Regions from separate parts of the Mus musculus genome. Here region 2 is linked to region 1. A link is a contact called in public Hi-C data. All regions are on one chromosome and are shown on one strand. The core of a region is the stretch at or near the end of the contact, and the rest is flanking DNA. Distances in the headings are between cores, read along the strand shown. Region 1 has its middle 18 kb from the start of Ankrd60. Region 2 has its middle 17 kb from the start of Gm30017.

Region 1 (5,483 bases), core at 881-3,380:
TGGGGCTCTTCCTAGAGGCATATGTACCTCCTCCATAACTGAAGAGTGCTTGGTGCCAGACTCTGGAGTCTCAGCAGGAGCCCCCTGCCAGCTGTGATGCTGGCCACTAATGTGACCATTCCAACTGATCATCAGTCACACAGAGCAGCACATCTGGATTCAAAACACATCTACCAAGGAAAATCAGTTCAACGCCACTGTCTCTCACAAAAGGAAGCATGAGGTTAGCTAGCAGAGGAGTCTGGGATGCCATCCTCCTTGACAAGGGGTGTTGTACGCCCCATTTATAAAGCAGGATGGCTGCTCCCCTTCCTATTAACACGTATGCATGCGCATACACGTAAGTTTATTTACACACTAGTGTGGGGGCTCAAAGGGCCTACTTCACCTATTTTTCTACACAAATTAAAACTGTACATTTCCATCTCCAGGGTACATGACACATGCCCTACCCCCACCCTTGCATGCTGTTCCTACAATACAAATATCCTCTCCAATGCTCAGAGCTTGTAGCTGGCTCCCCACTGTGCTGGGATAAGTCTACCTCCCAAGTACAGCACACCAGGCCCTTTGCAACAGCCAGAATGTGAAATGTGTCATTTGTTTCTGAATCTCTGAGGGTTAGCGACCCCTCTGAGATCTGAGAAAAGCTAACAGTCCTTCCTTAGTGAGAAATTAGCTATGTAAATATGTGCAGAGCAGTGCAAATAGCGGCCTCCCAGGAACAGGACCTGCAGGGTGAGGATCCCCTGATATTTTCTCTACCCCCAGAAATGACCAGCTTCCTGCCCGGTGCCTCTTCTGGACACTCGTCTCTCAGGCCTCACCTCACCCAGGCAGAGCTGCCTACACAAGCCCCTCCACCAGACTCCAAGGGTCACTGCTGGCCAGCCCTGATCGGCTGTGACTGGGACAAGCTGTTGTCTGTGCAACCCACCGCAGCCTCTGCCTGCAGCCTGTACAAGTGGACCACTTGTTCATCCCTTCGGCAATCACGGGTTCCTTCACTCAGAGACTGGCAGACAAAGACTAATCATGGGGCGAACTGGGTCTTCACATTTCCTCTCCTCAGAGCAAGGCAAGCCTTTGCCCAGCAACAGCAGCAAGTGTTGTTTCTCTAATCTCTCTCACGTGGCACAAACCCAAGGACAGCACTGCAGAGCCCTGAGGACTAACTGGGGTTGCACAACAATGGGATTAGGAGACCAGCTCCTAGACCCCACCTACACTTGGTAGGTGGGAGCATTAATCATGAAATGAAAAACACCTATCTGCTTAGGAAAGAAACCATAGGAATTAGTGAAGACCTGAGCTTATGGGTTCCAAAGGAAGGCCGCCTGAGATGTTTGTGGCCAGAAAGGATACACAACTTGGGAAATGATGTCACTGTCTCTGGAGCTAACAAACCTTCCACCAGCACCGATGTGCCCAGCACTGTCCTCTGTCCTGCCTGGGGTCCCTCCAGGCTGTGCACACGTTGCCCGCAACAAGGAAGCCAGACATCGGAAGCAGGTGCTGCCTAGAGATACCAAACTCTGCGTATGTGTACCTCACCACACAGGCACACAGCAGCACATGGGCAAGGAAGCAGGCCTGTGCCATGCACAACACACAGACGTCCTGCCCTCACCATGAATGTCTGGGTCATGCAGCAGATGTTCCTGCAAATTCTGAAGGACTTTCTGGATCTTGCTCCTGGCCACATAACTGTCACATGCAGCCTCAGGCCCAACGTGGCTTCCTTCTAGTGGCCCAGGCTCCCTAAGCACCTCCACATCTTAGCTCTATAAGGCAGAGGAGTGAGCCCATACAATCAAGTACTGAGCACACACGCCCGCCCTCCCTCCCTCCCTCCCTCGGTAGTGTCTGCTCTGTTTCAGGGTAACTGTTGCTGAGGCAGCGGCTGATATGAGGAGCTTTGGGAAGGACCTGCCGCCTGAAGAACTTCCCATCACTTCAGCCCTGGCTTAGGAAGGGTTCCCTGGATGGTTTCCTGTTGTGTCTGTGGAAGAGCTGCTGTGCAGATGGCTGCTCTCAGCTGAAGCTCCTTCCGGAAGTACATGTGGCTCTGTGTGCACAGGTGCTCTGAAGCCAGGGGAGAGGGAAGAAGCAAGCTCTCACTACCATGGCGCTCGCAGGAAGGGACGTGAGCAGCACCTGCACCTCAGCCCCACTCTTTCCCGAATGAGCACCTGCATCCTGTCAGAAGACTGCAAACCCATAGCTTTAGCCGGCCCCAATCTGCCCCCTGGCAGAAAGCGGACCGCACTGAAAACCACCCCAGGAAGCTCGGCCAGCCTCCGCTGCATATTTATGAGTGTTCCAGCAGGGGGCAGACTTTGGAACAAAAGCTTAAGAATGGGGAAGAGCTGACTGTGTGCTGGTCCCCAGGACTGTGTCTGCACAAGCACTGTGTGTGTGTGTGTGTGTGTGTGTGTGTAGACAATCTGGACTCCAAGGTGTCAACTGCCCACACTGTCCGACCTCACCCTCCTATGCAGCCCTGATGGCAAAGGGATGTGTAAGACCCACCTCACATTGGTCGTATGTACCTGCCATCCTCAGAGGGTAGGCATGACAAACACAAGATCAACCACCATGCTAGAAAGGAACTGAGGGTCAAGACAGCACACAGAGACAGGCCTTGGTATAATCAGAATGTCCTGTGTCACAAACGCACATCTGGAAGACTTCACCTTTTTTCCTGTGTAAATTCTCTGAAGAACTTCATTAATCAAGGAGAAAGAGACAATTTTCTTTACAGGTTATTTAATCACCACCCTGAATGAATATTTTATCTGAACTGAGGAGACGTGGTAGCTTCATTATTTATAACCCGGCAGTCATGTTTCCAAATCGTTATTGCAATTACTTTTTGCTTCTTTACATAATTAAAGCTCTAATCTTCCATCTTGCCCAGAAGGTCACTATTACTAAAGCTGGAGATGAGATCGTTGCTGGATTCTAGGTGGATGCTTGAGGTGACGGGGGCTGGCGGTGCCAAGCATCCTGGCTAGAGCTCACTCGGCTAAGGCGGCACTACAGCTGCTGGGCCTGGGTAAGCCAGAGGCAAAGTTAGACTCCACTTCTTGGCTCAGTGGCCTGATGCTCGGGGTGCCATCCTCCAGAGTGTACAGAGCAGCCTGGCTTGGGCAGAATGACTGGAAGGCGGCCTGGCACACCTGGGCAAGGGCACACACTGTTGACCTGCATTAGTGAGCAGGCGTGACCCCACCCACCCAAGGCATCTACTCAGGTTTGTTACTTCCCAGCCATGCCCCAAAGCCAAATGGACCGTTATCAACAGAGAAGAGGCACATAGCCCTCCACTCGAGTCTCCATGTTTCTAGAATGTGAATTCCATGTGACACTAGTCTTCGTAAAGTACCCAGGAGACCTTACAGACAGTACTCAGCATGCCTATGGCAGGACCGGGATAGTAGGCAGGCACTTAGAGACCTGTTTCTCAATCCTGGCTTCTATGCTGTGCACTTTCCTCTTTCTTAGTATCTGCCCCAAAGCTTCTGAGACTTCAGTTACCCTGGTTCTGATCTCACAGTGTCTAGATCTTACTATGCACACAGATGCTGGAAAGGGAAGGCAGAAAAGAAGCCAGAAACCAAGATGGACACTGGCGAGCTGGAGCACTTGATCCTGAGAGGCCAGTGCAGCTGCCAGGGGTGTGAGCACTCACCTATCGATGGGGATCACTGAGGAGTTTGATGAACACAGTTGAGAGCTGGGTTCTGCAGACCACAGGGGGAAGTGTGGGACACAGCTGTGAAGCACTCTGAACATGCTTTCTTCATGTTATCTGAGCAGAGCTCAAAAAATGTTGGTATCTACCAAAAACAAACAAACAAACAAACGAACAAATGAACAAACAAACAAAGTGGAGCTACTCCATTCAGAGCGCCCTGTGGATGGCCAGTCCCAGTCCCAATAGTGCAGAAACAGAGAGCCACAGGGACGTAACAACACAGCAGTAATAAAATAACAGCAACCCACATTCTCTAAAGGAGTCATATAGGAAAAGAAGGCCAAGTTCCCTCACCACCTAACCTTAATAAGTGACTTGGTTAAAGTTAAGAAGGTAATGGAGAAAACACTCTAGAGAAAGGGCCAAGGTTCCTTCCTCAAAAGTCAGACTCTGACAGCAGCTCACCTAGCTACAAGCCCGCCTTTGGGCAGGGCCCAAGGTCAGTTCTGTGGTGGTGGAGAGGGAGCTAACAAGGCAGAGTAGACATGGCACTCACAGCTGGACTCCCAGCACTCAGAAGGCTGAGAGGGCAGGACTACAAGTCTGAGCTACACAGAACGGCACATGGGAACAAGCTCTGTCTACAGACCGCAGAACAGACCCAGAGGAAGGCACATCTGGGTGTGGTCCTCTGTAAGCCACTTGGGGTTCCATGCTCGCACTGTGAATATGTGCTATGGAGCTAGCTCTCCACTGAGCTTGGCTGTTAGATTTTTCTGGTTCCCTTTATTAGCAAATGAGTTAAATATAATTTTGACATGTGATCACCTATATCTTACATGAAGATGGCGAGTATATCTTTTAAATTTTATCCTTTAAAGGACGTTGATTTTTTTTAAATATCCTAATGTATAACACTTAGCTTAAAATGTTTTACCAACGGGAGTGTGATCTGACAGTGGGAAGAGCAATCTACAGAAAAATGGCTGTTTTGGCCACTGACACCCTCACTAGAGACACATGATGCTAATGTTCTCAGTGTCTTCACAGCAGAAGCCCACGATAAACCAGTCTTAGGCTACAATGGTGTTTGTTGATGTGGCTTACACCTTAAATAAATTTCTGAATTGAAATTTAAAAACCAGTTTAGAGATGATCCTCTTTAAGGTAAAATTCCATCCCCACAGCTAGAGCAGTCTATGAAGAGGGAGATGCAGTCTGTGAGCCCAGTAGTTGCCCAGGCAGAGATGAACACAATGTGGTCCCTGAAGAACCCATCTATGAAACCTTCCCCAGGTCTTTTACACAAAAGGCTACACGGGGTGAACAAAGATAAAAGAAATATTCTATGGTGGGTGGGCAGGTGAGTCTGGGTCAGGCAAGAAGACCAGAGCACTCCAGTTGAGCTACAGAATGTGAGGGTCCCACCACGCAGGTAGGCTAGAGTTGAGAGGAGAGAAAGTCGTGTGGGAGGCTGTGGATATGGTACCTGCCCTGCCGCATCGGCCATGGGAACTCTGAAAACGATAGGCCCCAAGCTGAGCTGCCTAGCCAGAGCCGAGCCCACTAGACCAGCACAGTGGAGCAGATGTTGGGTAACTGTAGGCATGGCAAGAAAAACATTGTCTGAGGGGGGACCTAAATGGTGATGAGACTCAAGATTTTAACCCCTAAACCAAGAAGAATATGCCTAGTGTATGCAGGCTTTAGGGCCAGGAAGAGCTCCAGGTGTGGAGGTGGGAGGCTGCAGAGAGTGGCAGACAGATGCCTAAGCATATGACCA
Region 2 (5,784 bases), core at 194-2,693, 260 kb after region 1:
TCCTGTTCATCTAGCAGCCTGGTTTGAGGGTCCTGGGAGCAGGGAAGAGGGAATGTTATGAATGTTCCAAGCAGGACATAGGCATAAGTGCTTTATGGGTCTCCCCACCCCCACTCCTTCCTTTTCAATTTACAATTAACATTCAGGGATTAGTTTCCACATACACACCCCTCTTGAAATGGAATTTTTATCTCTTGATTCATGCTACAAGATAAAAAAAAATCCCTGTTTATCCAGTCACATGAATAATTGATAAGCGCTCTCCAACTAGCCAGAAGCAACTTAGCAGTCTCGCCCAAAGGCCTGGAGCCCCCAGCAATTTCCGGAGTACCAGAGCCCTTCGGGTTCTGCTTGGAATGCACCGCTGTCTGTCTCAGAGGTGCAAGGTACGGCTTATCTCTTGATCCAAAGGCGTGAGCTACAGATTAGGTGTCCATAGAGGCAGTGAACGGGAGGCAGAGGCTGTCAGTGTCCACGTTGGCTCTCGGGACGCAGGCCCAGCACAGGTGTGAACATGGGTTCTTTCTGGAGCCTCCCCAGCTGTGCAGGGTGTAGAGCACTAATTAACTCTAATCTGGTCCCTGAGAGCTTCAACCAGGCCCAAAATGTAAAAGCTTTTTCTTCCCTCCATACGTAATGGGCTTACCATCAAAACAACAAGAACCCGAGTTTTGGCTTCCTTGTGTTCTTGGCTCTCTGGTACAGCTCATGTGATAAAAACAGCAAGGGTAATTTTTTTGTTTTTTGTTTTTTTTTTTCTTAGCAGAGCTGGGTTGATTTAAAAAAAAAAAAAAGCAGGTCTGGACAGCTACCTGTTATGTTTTGTTCTTGCTGGCTTTGAAAAAAAAAGATTTATATTCTGTGCTGCAAGGGCCTCAGCTCTTCAAGGCTGAAGTAAATGCAACGCGAGGTGCCGGCGAGCGAGCAGAATGCCCCTAGGAAAAAAGGTTAACAAGATATTGTTTCTCTAGTCCCCTGCTCACCCCCAGAGTCTTCCAGGTGACAAGCGCTTGGCTTTGATGTGGTTGAGATATACTTGTGCCTTGTGGCTGGCACAGGCTCTCATTGAGACCTGGTAGAAGCTTCTGGCTTCCCAGGCTCTTGGGAGCTGTGCAGCTGCATCCCACCACAGGGGACACAGGACTTTGATTGAAGCCACCAGCATTCGTCAGCTGCAGGCATCCATCCATTCACCTTCTTTCTCTGGGAGGAAGAAGGGAAAATATGTACTGGAAGCTGATGGTTTTTTTCTTTTCTTTCTTTTTTTTTTTTTTTTCCAAACCCTGGTTTGTTTTCCCAAAGCTGCAGGAAATTAAGAACCACACCATTAGTTTTAGCAAACAATTTAAGCAAATTAAAAGATCTGCCCACATCCCCGAGGGTGGGTGATCTTCGATCTTGGTTTTGTGGTCACGGCTCTCTCCCTCTAGACACATGAGCCAGCCAGAGGAGGAGCAGAGTTCTGTGGGCGGTACATGCAGACAGTGTTCCATTTGGGTCAGACACCTGTGTGATGGTGGCCCTAGTAAGAGGGAGACAGAGAGGTTTCTGGGGGTGGGGAGGGGGAAAGCTGGTGTGTATCTGTCTCTATCTATGCATTCTGACAGATCCACTTGCAGACCTCAAGCACTCCTGGGGTCCCCAAGGTAGCTTTGGGAGGCTCACTCCTGCATCCTACTTTAATGCAGAAGGTCCTGTTGGGATCAAAGGGTTTCGAGGCTTGGAGGAGGAGGGGGAGGCAAGAGGGGAGGAGGAGGGAGAGGAGGGGAGGAAGGAGAGGAGAAGGTAACATGGATTTTAATAATGTGTTCCCTATACAGACTGTACAGATGGTAGAGGCATGGGAGATAAGGAAGCAGTCCTTGCCACCCTGTCTCCAGAACAAACGGGAGTATAGCTGTCGTCCCTGCCGATCCTTGAGGACACACCATGGGCCTCTTCCAGCAGGGTGACACTCCCTCAATGGTGCTTCGGGATTTAAGTTGTATGCTAAGTTGTATGATAATACCAGCTTGTCATGGGTGACTATTCAGAGGGCATGGGGGAATGTGGATGGCATGTAGAGTTTTGGATAATGTTGGGTTGTGCCAACACAACATGGTTGTGAATAGGCGTGGTAGCCCCAGGCTAACTCCATTAACTAATGGCATCTTAGCAAGTTTCTTCTCACCTCTGATCTCTGTGGAAGGAAGGCTAGAGGAGGGAGGAGGAGGAGGAGAAGGGATGGGGCTTGGCAGTGATGTCTCCTCTGTCTTCATTGATTACAATAATATTGTGTTCCTATTCCAGGGATCCACAGAACACCAAAGCCTGAGCTACTCTACCATTCAGCAACAAACATTTGCAGAGCCCGGAGAGAGAACAGGCAGACAGGGTTCTGATTGGCTTTTCTTCCAGCGCAGTGAGCATCGGTGAGGATGCTAAGTGAGCATGGGCAGGGATGCTGGGCATCAGAGTCTGTCTTCAGTCCTCATGCTAGGAGAGGAGGTAATCCTTTGAAGCTGACTCCAGAAGACCCCAGAGAAGGTGCAGGTCCCTGTAGGAGGTCCTGTGCTTCACAGGCTGTAAGGCCTCCACAGAGAAGGTACACAGCCTTTAGAGCAGATCAGGGAAGGAGGCTGCGGTGCTCACATGCTCAAGACATAGAAAACTCTGCTAGAAGGCCATCAAGACTCCACCGCTTGGGCCCAGTGCCAGGGTGTTATTTCCTACTATGGCTGCTGAGATGACTTCAGACTCTCTGTGGACATGGTAGGGAGTACCCTCAATCCCTCTCTCTGTGGCATTATAGAAGAGAAAGTCTCTGAATGCCAGTGTACCCCAGAACTGCTGAAGAGCTAGGAGCCTGCCCAGTGGACACCTGATCTCAGTGCTGTGTTTACGTTGCCTTTAAAAAGGTTGGTCATGGGCTAGAGAGATGGCTTAGTGGGTAAAACACTGTGTTTCATTTCTGTTGCTGTGATGAATTAATTACCTTGATTCCCCCAAAAGCGTTCTGACAGAAAGCACTTCAGGGAGAAGGGACCTGTTTGAGTTTACAGTTCCAGGCTCCTGCCCCTCACTGTGGGGTGGTCGGTCGCAAAGGTAGGAGGTTGCAACAGCTGCTCAGAGCTCATCCATGGGCAGGCAACAGCAGAGAGAAGAAGTGCACCTGCTGGCTTGTGCTTCACTCCTTACCCAACCCCTATACTGCTCAGGATCCCCTGCCTGAGAAGCAGTGCTGCTCGCAGTAGGCAGGGCTCCCCAGTTCAGGGAACAGAAGTCAGTTCCCCACAGACATCCTCATAGGCCAATCCAATGCAGATAATCCTGCACTGAGCCTCTCTGCCCGGGAGATAACAGGTCACGTCAAGTTAAAGGTAACCATCACATTGCACAAGCACAAGGAATTGAGCTTGGATCCTCAGAATCTGGGTAAAGCCAGGCACATAAATGCACATAAGTACTTGGCTGGAATCCTGGCACTCCAATGGAGCTGAAGGAGGTGCAGAGGAAGAGATGGGAGAATTCCCCAAAAACGTTGTGGTCTAGATAGCTTGATGTGCACAGAAAACAACGAAGACTCTGTTTCAAAACAAGGTAGAAGTCAAGGACCACCACCAGAGGTTGTTTTTTGACCTTCATATGTGTGGCTGGCACACATACCTGCAGTCACACATGCGAACATGTATGCATGCATACATAGACACACCACACACATACAAGACCTAAAAGAGCTGGTCATCCTCCATTTGCTATGCCAGATACCACTTGGCTCTCCCCACACACATTTTTCTTTGAGGTTTAACCTGTATAATAAACTCAAACCATTTTGTGGATAGCACAATGAAGTTTAATGACTGAATTCAGCACGGAACCATGGGTATGGAGAACTATCTCATCACCTCCCGGGTCTCTTCAAGGGTAGCACACCTCCTTCCTCCCAGCCCTGGCTGTCAATCAATGGTGGCTCACGTTCTTCTGTCAGGGAATCACAGAGGCCCAAATATTGTAGATGTTTGTTCACCCTGAAGGCTGGTTCTGGTGTCCATCTGTGTTGAATGTACTTGATATTTTTGAACTGAAGGATCGGTTCAAGGGTAGGGCTTGCTCTCCCATGGTTTGCTGAGAGACAATGTAGTTATTTGTAGACGTGGAGGCTTTAAGTGAAGCTGCTGTAGACCACCGGCGTGCTTGTTTCTGTAAGGGTTGGAGTGTTCATTTTTCATGGGCAAAGGTCTATAAAAATAAGATTTCTGTGTTCTATGCTGAATGTTCCTTGAACTATGCATGCAACAGCCACACTGTCTTCTAAAGCAGCTGTCCAGCTTCATATATGCCATTTGTACATGCAAATGGTATTTCCTCTGCATTGCCAGTGGTACCTGGTCCTGTCGGAACCTGCCTGGGTTGTTGGTCTCACAGAGTGTAGTGGTAGAACGTTGTTGTTTTATATTTCCCTGATGGCTGAGGACCAGCACATTATCGGAGGATTATTTACAACTTAAAGTTTAGTCCATAAAAGAAAATATTAAAGATCACCCTTCATATAAATTAATCAGGTATGATTTTTTTTAAAGACACTGTCAAGAAAATTAGTAACACATAGCTATTATCCTAGCATTTGGGAGGTGAAGGCAGAAGAATGGAAAATTAACGGACATCTTTAGCTTACAAACTGATTCAATACCAGTCTTGTCTCAAAAAAAAAAAAAAAAAAACATGACTGTTATTGGTATGTGTGGCATGCATGCCTTTAATTGAATCCCAGAATGTGGGAGGCAGAGGCAGGTGGGTCTCTTTGAGTTGTATCCCAGCCTGATTACATAAAGAATTCCAGACAAGGCATAATAACGCCTTGCTTCAAACAAAACAAAAGGAAACGAAACACTACAAACTGGGAGAAAGGACCAGCTAGTGACATGTTTGCCAGGGGATGGATATGTGTGTGTGTGTGTGTGTGTGTGTGTGTGTGTGTGTGTGTATAACCAAAAAGGATAATATAAAACCATGTAAATATAGGTTCAAGATAGGAGCAGGCATCTCACCTATGAACCATGGGCTGCACACATTGCGTGGGTCTTAGTCTGAGCCTGTTATGGCAAGCTTCATGCTGACAAGAAAGAAAAAGCTTTTGCCTGAGGCAGGTCCAAGCAGGAGCAGAAGAGCAGCTCCACACAGTCTGAGAGGCTCTACCTGGGATTGGAAAGAGGTCAGAGCTCACGGACACCTCCCAGTCATGTCCCTACAATGGTGCCAACGCCTATGTGGCTGGTAGGGTAGCTTAACATCCTCAAAATGTGGGGGCTAAGACCCAAGAAACAGTAATAAATGTTAAATAAATAATCTAGGGCAAGAGAACAGTAGCTCAAGTAGAAGCAGGGGGCTGAGATGGACATTTTGTAACGATATTCCACAGGAAAGCACGAACTAGGATATCCTGGACCCTGAGAGTGCTACCCGTGGGAAGCAAGTGATGCTACCGCACCCAATTGCCTAGGAGGAATATTTACATCATGTGAGGTAGTTCTACCAGGCTTGGCAAATCCAAGAGCCTCCAGAAACTGCGTGAAAGCTACAATGGAGACCATGGTGGTTGATTTGGGGCCATAGGCTATAGGGAGCTGCAGGTCACTCCACTTTTGACATGCAGCATTAGAAAAGAAAATTCACCACATACGGATAATTTGAAAACAGACAAGAAAAAAAAAATTGGAAGCATACGTTTTATGGAATGTTTATTGCTATCACATTGTCATGAACAGAATGGACCTAGTCTACTGTTGTAGCCCAAAAAAGCCACGC

The links. Hi-C and Micro-C count contacts between places; a contact is called where the count stands out from the background.
Region 2: a contact with region 1 is called in a Hi-C map of double positive thymocytes, with 3 times the contacts expected there. The contact joins two enhancer-like sites. A contact is called at or near these places in 3 of 484 Hi-C or Micro-C datasets (bone marrow-derived macrophages, double positive thymocytes and nephron progenitors), 1 of 115 datasets of contacts at active chromatin or transcription factors (fetal liver) and 1 of 9 other capture datasets (embryonic stem cells).

Annotation. Positions count from the first base shown.
Region 1 is chr2:173,593,346-173,598,828 of GRCm38.p6, forward strand. It overlaps the pseudogene Ppp4r1l-ps. Among named protein-coding and RNA genes, the nearest start is that of Ankrd60, 18 kb to the left of the region's middle. Within about 2 kb of position 2,131, at least 28 of the 459 cell types and tissues checked have an H3K27ac peak or open chromatin away from gene starts, as enhancers often do. A contact at or near this core is called in double positive thymocytes, where this site is marked.
Region 2 is chr2:173,854,033-173,859,816 of GRCm38.p6, forward strand. No RefSeq gene overlaps it. Among named protein-coding and RNA genes, the nearest start is that of Gm30017, 17 kb to the right of the region's middle. Within about 2 kb of position 1,444, at least 27 of the 459 cell types and tissues checked have an H3K27ac peak or open chromatin away from gene starts, as enhancers often do. A contact at or near this core is called in double positive thymocytes, where this site is marked.